Linked DNA regions of Mus musculus: region 2 is linked to region 1. The links are chromatin contacts, called in public HiChIP or PLAC-seq maps. All regions are on one chromosome and are shown on one strand. The core of a region is the stretch at or near the end of the contact, and the rest is flanking DNA. Distances in the headings are between cores, read along the strand shown. Region 1 has its middle 11 kb from the start of Srsf10. Region 2 has its middle 25 kb from the start of Gm42329.

Evidence for each region. HiChIP or PLAC-seq counts read pairs in DNA pulled down with a chosen protein or histone mark.
Region 2: a contact with region 1 is called in a FOXA1 HiChIP or PLAC-seq map of pancreatic cancer cells. The contact joins two enhancer-like sites. A contact is called at or near these places in 1 of 484 Hi-C or Micro-C datasets (B cells), 1 of 115 datasets of contacts at active chromatin or transcription factors (pancreatic cancer cells) and 1 of 9 other capture datasets (pancreatic islet).

What each region holds. Positions count from the first base shown.
Region 1 is chr4:135,842,577-135,847,094 of GRCm38.p6, forward strand. No RefSeq gene overlaps it. Among named protein-coding and RNA genes, the nearest start is that of Srsf10, 11 kb to the right of the region's middle. Within about 2 kb of position 2,070, at least 18 of the 459 cell types and tissues checked have an H3K27ac peak or open chromatin away from gene starts, as enhancers often do. A contact at or near this core is called in pancreatic cancer cells, where this site is marked.
Region 2 is chr4:136,114,636-136,119,153 of GRCm38.p6, forward strand. No RefSeq gene overlaps it. Among named protein-coding and RNA genes, the nearest start is that of Gm42329, 25 kb to the right of the region's middle. Within about 2 kb of position 2,591, at least 131 of the 459 cell types and tissues checked have an H3K27ac peak or open chromatin away from gene starts, as enhancers often do. A contact at or near this core is called in pancreatic cancer cells, where this site is marked.

The DNA of each region.
Region 1 (4,518 bases), core at 820-3,319:
AAAGGGGGAAGAGATCATGAAAAAGAAGGCCCTTGTTTTGGGAGAAGAAAACAAAGACTGTTTACAGGATCAGGCAAATATTCAAGGTAAACTGACATTTCACTAAAAACCTTTCTTGGGAGTGTTGGCTTTGGAAGCCAGCCTGCTTACTCTAGACTGCATCCTCCAAGGAACTCAGCCTAACCCTGGCACTGCCACACAGAGCAAAGGCTGTGAAAGAGTGCAGCCCTAGGATTCAGGACTGGCATTAAACAAAACCGGTGACAAAAACAGTTTAAAAGTCCCCGTGAAGCCGGGCATGGTGGCGCACGCCTTTAATCCTAGCACTTGGGAGGCAGAGGCAGTCGGATTTCTGAGTTTGAGGCCAGCCTGGTCTACAGAGTGAGTTCCAGGACAGCCAGGGCTACACAGAGAAACCCTGTCTCGAAAAACCTAAAAAAAAAAAAAACAAAAATAAAAGTCCCTGTGGAGCCAGGGGTGGCTTACACCTTTCAATGCAGCACCTGGGAAACAAAGGCAGGTGAATCTCTCTAAATTCAAGGCTAGCCTGGTCTGGTTGGCTAGTTCCAAGACAACCAGAACTCCATAGGGAGATCCAGTCTCCTCAAACCATGGTAATAATAATAGAAAAATGTCACTTGAATTAAGAAACCATTACTAATGTTACTAAGACCCTTTAAAGACACTGCAAAAGGTTTTGGAAATACTACGGCGAAAAGGCAGCTGGAGAGCTGGCTTGGCAGTGAGGAGCACGTACGGCTCTCTCAGAGGAGCCAAGTTCAGTTCCTAGCATCCGTGTTGGGGAAGAGCCTGGATCTCTAGCAGCAGGGGATCTAAAACCATCTTCTGGCCTCCAGTGGCAATCATGTGGTCAAACCCCTTCCCCCTCCCCACTCACATAATCATAAAATAAATCATTAAAAAATAAATCATTTCTAAGAAGCTGGTTATAAAATGATATAAGCATCTTTCTTCCTTTCTTTCTTTCTTTCTTTCTTTCTTTCTTTCTTTCTTTCTTTCTTTCTTTCTTTCTTTCTAACAAGCTCTTATGTAGGCTAGGCTGGTCTTGAATTTGCTGCATAGCAAAAAAAATCCTTTAACTCCAGATCTTCCCGCTTTCACCTCCCAAGTTCTAGGATTATGGACGTGCTACTACCACACTCATCTATTTTTTTTTTTAATGTTTTCTTTTTTTTTAATGATTTATTTATTTAATATATATGAGTCCACACTGTAGCTGTACAGATGGTTGTGAGCCTTCGGGTCGTTGTTGAGAACTGAATTTAGGACCTCTGCTCGCTCTGGTCATCCCTGCTCACTTTAATAAATAAGTACACTGTAGCTGTCTTCAGAAACACCAGAAGAGAGCATCAGATCTTATTACAGGTGGTTGTGAGCACCATGTGGTTGCTGGGATTTGAACTCAGGACCGTTGGAAGAGCAGTCAATGCTCTTACCCGCTGAGCCATCTTGCCAGCCCCCAAATGTTTTCAATGATTTGTTTAGCAATGCTGGTGTTGTACCTGAGGGTCTAGGCAAGCCTGGTATCACAGCAATGGTAGGGTTTCATGTTGCCCAGGCTAGCCTCTGATTCACTCTGTAGCTGAGGATGATCTTGAATTTCTGATCATCTTGACTCCTCCCTCCACCACCCAGTGCTGGTCTAGCAGGTCTTTACCACCACATCCAGTCTATTCCAGTTAATGTCATGCTAGGGATCAAACACAGGGCTTCCTGCACGCTGGACAGGCACAATACCAACAGAGCTACAGCCACTGTCCTAGTTCATTTTCTAAGACAGAGACTTGCTATATGATGCTCACTGATCTAATGCTCACTTGTCTGTGGCCTACAATAGCCTCCAACTCTTGGAAACGCTCCCGCCCCGGGCTTTCAGAAGCCGGAATCCTGGGTGTGTGGCACCACAACTGGCTCAGGATTAGACCTTTCAAATCACTGTAAACAACTCAAGTGAAAATCCCTCACAGCACACCTTTGGAGGAGCGTTTAAAAGGGGGTGACTCAGCCAGGGAGACTGTGGGGTGGGAGGAAAGGCTGGAAGGTGTCCCAGAAGGCCAATAGAGGAAGTGGAGGGGCGTTGAATTAGTCAGGACACACTCAAGAAAGGAAACCTGCAGGGTGTGGCAGAGCATGCCTTTGATCCCAGTACTCCAGAGGCAGAGACAAGTAGATGTCTCTGATTTGTTTTTTTGGTTTTTTTGGTTTTTTTGTTTTTTGTTTTTTTTGTTTTTTTTTTTTTTTGAGACCATCCAGGACAACACTGTGAGACCCTGTCTCAAAAAAATAAGAGAGCAATAATGAACTGGGTCTCAGAGTACTGTTACAGGCTGAATGTTAATGGTCCCCCACAGGCTCACATTAATGGGCATTTGGTCTCCAGCAGGTGGAACTGCTTTGGAAGGTTATAGAGTCTTGGGGCCTAATGGAAGGAATTGTGTTACTGAGCAACAGGCCTATAGGTTTAGACTCCAGCCAAGGCTAACTCCCACCACCTACTTCCTTGGTGACTTCCACCACCATTGTAGTGGTTTGAATGAGTGGTCCCTATAGGCTCATATATTTGAGTGTTTAGTCATTTGGGAGTGGCACTATATGGGAAGGATTAGGGGGAGTGGCCTTGTTGGAGTAAATGGCTCACTGGTAGTGGGGCTTTGAGGTTTCAAAAGTCTAAATTAGGCCCAGTGTCATTCTCTCTGTTGCTTGTGGATATGGTTGTAGGACTCGCAGCTACTTCTCCAGCACCATGTCTGCCTGTGCGTCACCATGCTCCCCAACATGGTGATGATGGACTCAACCATTGAATTGTAAGCAAGCCCCAGTTAAATGCTTTCTTTTTAAGGAGTTGCCATGGTGATGGTGCCTCTTCACAGCAGTAGGATACAGACTCAGACAACCATCCTGCCATGGTGGGCTGTATTTCCTCAAACCATGAGCCAAGTGAATTATTCTTCCCTTATGTTGCTTCCTTCAGGACCACTCAGAGGTTCATACCTACGAAACCTCAGTGGACCTGGGGTGAAGGAGGAAGGCAGTTATGCAGTTACCCAAAGCTCAAAGGCACAGTGTCCCTAAGGCTTGTGTTGGCAGAAGCCAATTTCTATATTTTCAAGCCTTTGTTCCTGCAGCTACCACCCAGATCCATTGATGTCATTGTCACTAGAGACAATACTCTTAGTGTCATTTATCTCTGCTACCAAAGATGCCACCAGAATCCAGAAGCAGAAAGGATATCATACACATACACACACATATAATATACACACACACACATATATACACACATATATACATACATACACACATATACATACACATATATATATACATACACACACATATATACATACACATATATACACACACATATATACACACACATATATACACACATATATACACACACATATATGCACACACACATATATACACACATATAAACATACATATATATATAAATATACACACATATACACATATACACACATATATACATATACATTACACACACACACACACACATACACACACACATCAAAGCTTTTTGTCAGCAATAACCTGAGTAGAAGACAGCTAGACAAGAGCCAGGAAAGTACAGTTTGTCTTTCTCTGATGCGTAGCAGAGTGAGGGCAGGCAGGCAGGCAGGCGGGTGGGTGGGTGGGCGGGAGGGGCTGAGTACAGCAGATAAATAATCAGCACTGTCTGACTCTGTGCTCACTCAGTGTTCTGTACTCCTTACACTCCTGAGTCTTAACTATTACAATTGTAGCAACCCTATGCTTTCTCCATAAAAGCAGGCAAAAACCCCTCTCACAAAGACCCATTGTCTCCCGGACAGAAATAAGAAGTGAAATTCGTCTTGAAGGCAGCTGGTGGTATAGCCCAGTGATCAAGTATATGTTCAATGTATACAGAAGAAGGCCCTGGGTTCAATGAAGCAGTGAAAAAGGGGGGTTGTTGTTGTTGTGTTTTCAGATTTGTTTGCTCTTATTTATGTATGTGAATGTTTTGCCTGCATGCATGGTTGGGCACCACCTGTATCCCTGTAGAGATCCAATAAGGCGTCAGATCTCCTGGAAATGGAGTTACAGGTGGTTGTGAGCCGTCCTATGGGTGCTGGGGATTGAACCCAGGTCCTCTGCAGGAATAAGTGCTATTAATGGCTGAGCCATCTTTCCAGTCCCCTAAAAAGCTTTTGAGGGAGAAAGCAGACTGGCTCTCTTTACTATCACTAGGCGATAAGTCCTGGTAGCAGTTCATCTTTCTTGTGAGCATAACTGAGCATCGAGAATCACCATGGAAACACACATCCAGGTGTGAGTGTGGAAAACACACATCCAGGTGTGGGTGTGGAAGTCCTTCCAGAAAGGTTCGATTGACAGTAAAGACCTACTAGAAAGGTCATGCCATCTACCTATGCCACCTTGCCATGCGCTGGGGCTGTGGACTGAACACCAGCAACTAACTCTCTCTCTCTCTCTCTCTCTCTCTCTCTCTCT
Region 2 (4,518 bases), core at 1,341-3,840, 270 kb after region 1:
CTCCTAGAATTCCCCTTGCTTCTCTGCCTCCCACGTGCTGGGATTAAAGGCATGTACCACTATAACCAGCTTAAGTTATTTAAAAACTATATTATTATTATTATTATTATTATTATTATTATTATTATTATTATAATGGAACGGGCACAGGTGGCCTTGAACACGCTATGACGTCCAGGCTGGCGTCAACTCAGTGTGATTCTCCTGCCTAGGCTTCTCCATTGCTGGGATATAGCTATGGACAAGGATACTTTGTTCTATTTTCTTTGACATCTGGGAGGCTGCTGCTCCCAAGGTCTAGCTGATTCACAGAGCGTTCTTCCACACACCAGCCTGACAGCCACAAGTCTTTATCTCCAACCAAGCTCTCTGTTTAACCTTCCCAGACCAACTTAGCATCTCCCTGCCCTGGGCCAGATACTGAGTACTTAGAGACCCACCTACAGGATTCAAGTGATGGTTATCAGGGGCACTAACCTTGTTTGCACTTCTGCCTTCCCTCCCAGGTTCCTTCCCACAGAAACCACTTTCAAGGCTCTGGGCTGCACTCTCCTCTCCTCTTTTTGCCCTGCCCTGTGCTTCTCCCACAGAAACATCCAGGGGGTGGGGGCGGGGCCCTGTGAGTTATACACTTGTCTACAACACAGTCCTCACTGACATCTCTGTAAATGAATTCCCAGGCACAGTTGAATTACTGAATGACAGGACTGGAGGCAGAGCTCAGCCCTTGCCTGTTATAGGAAGGAGCCTGCAGTTGACAGATCTTCAGTATGCCCAAAACGATAACAATGATACAGAAGTTGTTGGTTATTTCAAGGTTTTTCATGTTTCACTGTTATTGCATGCAGAACCGAACATCTTTGTATATGTGTAAATTATACTCTACTTTCTTAAGAAATATTTGTTTGTTTGTTTTCCAGACAGGTTTTCTCCGTGTAGTCCTGGCTGTCCTGGAACTTGCTCTGTAGATCAGGCTGTCCTTCAACTCAGAGATCCACCTACATCTGCCTCCTGAGTGCTGGGAATAAAGGTGTGAGCCACCACCTCCTGACAAGATTCCATATTAAAAAAAAAAAAATGCCGGACCCTGTGGCTCACAACCGTCTGTAACTCCAGTTCCAGAGGCTCTAACACTCTCTTCCAACCTCCGTAGGCACCAGGCACACAAGTGATGCATGAACAAACAAGCAGGCAAAACACCCAGACACATAAAATAAATCAAATTAAAAAGTAAAAAACAATATCCAGTTAATAATCACTTGCCTGTCTCCACAGAACAACCCCCTTTCCAAGTTGAGGCTCTGCTATTATTGCCAGGGATTTTGGCTGATGCAAGGATTCCCTTCTCCTTTCTAGGTTTGTCCAGCCCCAAAGCTGCCAGCAGGAGGTCTCTGGGCTCAGGGTGAACCCATCTTGTGAAACATCTCAAGAGCTGTCCAGTGAGCAGCTATGTCACCCACTCCACCTTTATCACCTGCCCAGCCCAATCCCAACAGCCCAGACATCCAGGCTGGGGATCCATCCCAGACGAACTGACCCACCAAGTGCTGGGGGTGGGGAGGGGGACACACAGTAGAGGTTCCTTAGGGATTGATGATAGTAATAGCCAGAGCCTGAGTACCTACTGTGTGCTGGGTGCTCTACCGAAACTTTCATTCATTTTTCAAAACTTACTAAGGTCTATATGACGGTTAGTGTTGAGTCTCGATTGGGTGAGATCTAGAATTATCTAGGAGACGAAGTTCTGGGAATATCTCTAAGTGAGTTTCTATATTTGCTTAAAGAGGATAGGAAGGCCTACACTAACCATAGGTGGCACCATTCCATGGAGAATACATAGTAGGGGTGGGGAGGAAGGAGACTGAGCACCAGTGTTCTCTGCACCCTGCTTGTGACTGACACGTTGTGGCCTCCGGCTTGGGTGCCAGGAAATCCTTCCTCCCTTAAGTTGCTCTTATCGGTTATTTTGTTACAGAGGAGAAAAACGATTAACGCTTCTCTTGTGTCCCATTACCTTTTGGGATCCCAGATACAGCTCTGAACGAAGCAGGCAAGGGCACTGCCCTCTCCTACCTGATGTCGTATCCACCTGGAGATTGAGCATCAGACCCCCACCACCACCACTACTTCTCCCATTTATTTATTTTGGATTTTGTTTTACTTTGAAGCAGGGTCTCCTTACTCAGCCTAGGCTGGTCTGGAACTTGCCAGTCCCCCAGCTGTAGACGGTATGTGCTGAGATTACACGGGAACACCTCCTTGCTGGTCTCTGTTTAGATAAGGATGCAGAGGACCAGAAACATGCGCCAAAGGCACCAGCCGCTGAGCGCTGAGACATGACTTGAATCCAGACCTGCCAGGCTTCTCTGCTAGAGCATCAGCTCAGGGAATGGTGGTCCTCAAGCAGCCACCTGAGCGGAGGGTGCCTGGAGCCAGGAGGGGTGGCAGGTTCCATCTGTGCCCCAGATGCAGGCAGTGACTGGGGCGTGGAGTCAGGGCCTGAGGTGGCCGCAGCTGTGGAGGGATGGCTACTCTCTGAACACAGGCTGTTCGTTGACCTTGTTTGGAATTTCCTCTGCGACGTCAAAGCTGTGAGTCATGGTCTCAACACTTGTCTCAATTGCACAACCCACAGAGATGATTGCAGACGCTGTCATGCCTCCCGACAGCCCGGTTCCAACCGTCACGATTCCCTTTCTCTGTCCCGGACCTGAGGGATTTTGTTTGGAAGGATGACAGAGCAATACAGGAAGAGGAGAGCCTAAGACCTCCTGTGCCACTCAACGGGGCCTTCAGGCTAATCCTCTGGAACAGCTCCAACAGCTTAGCTCAGTCAGCATTCCTCCAAAACCCAAGCTGCCATCTTCGCCCTAGCATCCCTCATGAGCAGTTAGTCTCAGCCAATGGTTAAATCTGTGGCTTCTGGATCAACTGAGCGTAGGTCAAGCTCTGCTGTGTGATTTCAGAAAAGACAATATACCTCTCTGAGCCTCAATTAATTATCTTATCCGTAAAATGATGAATAGTGGAAAAAAAATCCAGGGCTACACAGAGAAACCCTATCTCAAAAAACCAAAAAAGAAAGAAAGAAAGAGAGAGAGAGAGAGAGAGAGAGAGAGAGAGAGAGAAAGAATAGGAGGCAGGGCTTGTGAGTCCTGTTCTAGTCTGAGGCTCTCTAAACAGCTAATAATTGCTGCGGAGGAAAACTCATACTCCTCTGTGATGTAACTACTGGTAAGTTAACCTTGTTCAAGTAATTAAGTGCCCCCCCATATTCATTTTCAAGCAATCGGCTTTAATAAAATTCCCTGGTTTTAAAAAAGAGACATGAACGTCGGAAGGATTGTTAGATGGAAGAGGGATTCGGGAGTAGAGGGCGCTAAGAGAGAATAATGAAGAATCAAAAACGTTATGTATGGATAAGATTGTGAACATTTTTAATTAAAAAAAATTTTTTAATGGGCCTGATGATGGTGGCGCATACCTTTAATCCCAGCAGAGGCAGAGGCAGTGGATCTCTGTGAGTTTGAGGTCAGCCTGGTCTACAGAGTGAGTTCTAGGAGAGCCTGGGCCACACAGAGAAACCCTGTCTCAATAAACAGACAGACAGACAGGCAGGCAGACAGACAGACAGACAATAACAAAAAGCTTATCATTGGGCCTTTCCGTTTTGATTTATCTCATTGCTTACCTATTGGTGCCCTGCAGTGCTGATCTCCACGAGAGTAGGAGTCTGACTGTCCATCTCTCCTGCTATTCCCAAAGCTATTATTATTATTATTATTATTATTATTATTATTATTATTATTATTCCTGTCCAGCATGTGCAAAGCCTTGGGTTCCATCCTCAGCAGCACGTAAAACTGGGTGTGGTCATACAGTAACACCAGCTGTCTGGAGAGACAGGAGGATCAGAGACTCGAACTATCTTCTGCTATTTCATGGGTTCAAGGACAGCTTGGGTTACTTGTGACAGTGTCTTAAAAAGCCAATCGTTTGGGTCAGCACTGTAGGAGCTGGAGGAGAAGGGGAAGAGGCCAGACTGGCAGCTTAGATGAAAGGGATTCCCCCAGCTCTTCCAGTCTGGCAGGAAGGAGGCAGCTGCAGCCCCCGAGGATGAGGCTAAGGCTGGGGACTTTCTTTCATACAGATGCCTGCTGCCTATGACAGACATATTTCTCTGCCAGGGCTCAGGAATCATTCCCTCGTCTTCACAGGGAATCTTGTAACTCTTTTTAAGTCATGTTGGGTTTTGGTCAGCTTCTTGATGGGTCCAGGAGCTGATATAGATAATTTTGTGCTTGCTCTTTCTGTCTCTGTCTCTCTCTGTGTCCCTCTTTCTGTCTCTCTCTCTATAACCCTGCCTGTCCTGGAACTCACTCTGTAGACCAAACTGGCCTTCAGCTCATAGATAATCCCCCTGAGTGCCTCTGCCTCCTGAGTGCTGGGATCAAAGGCAGGCGCCACTATGCCCGGCCCCAGATGTTTTGCTCTTTAGGAATGCCACTCAGGTGACCA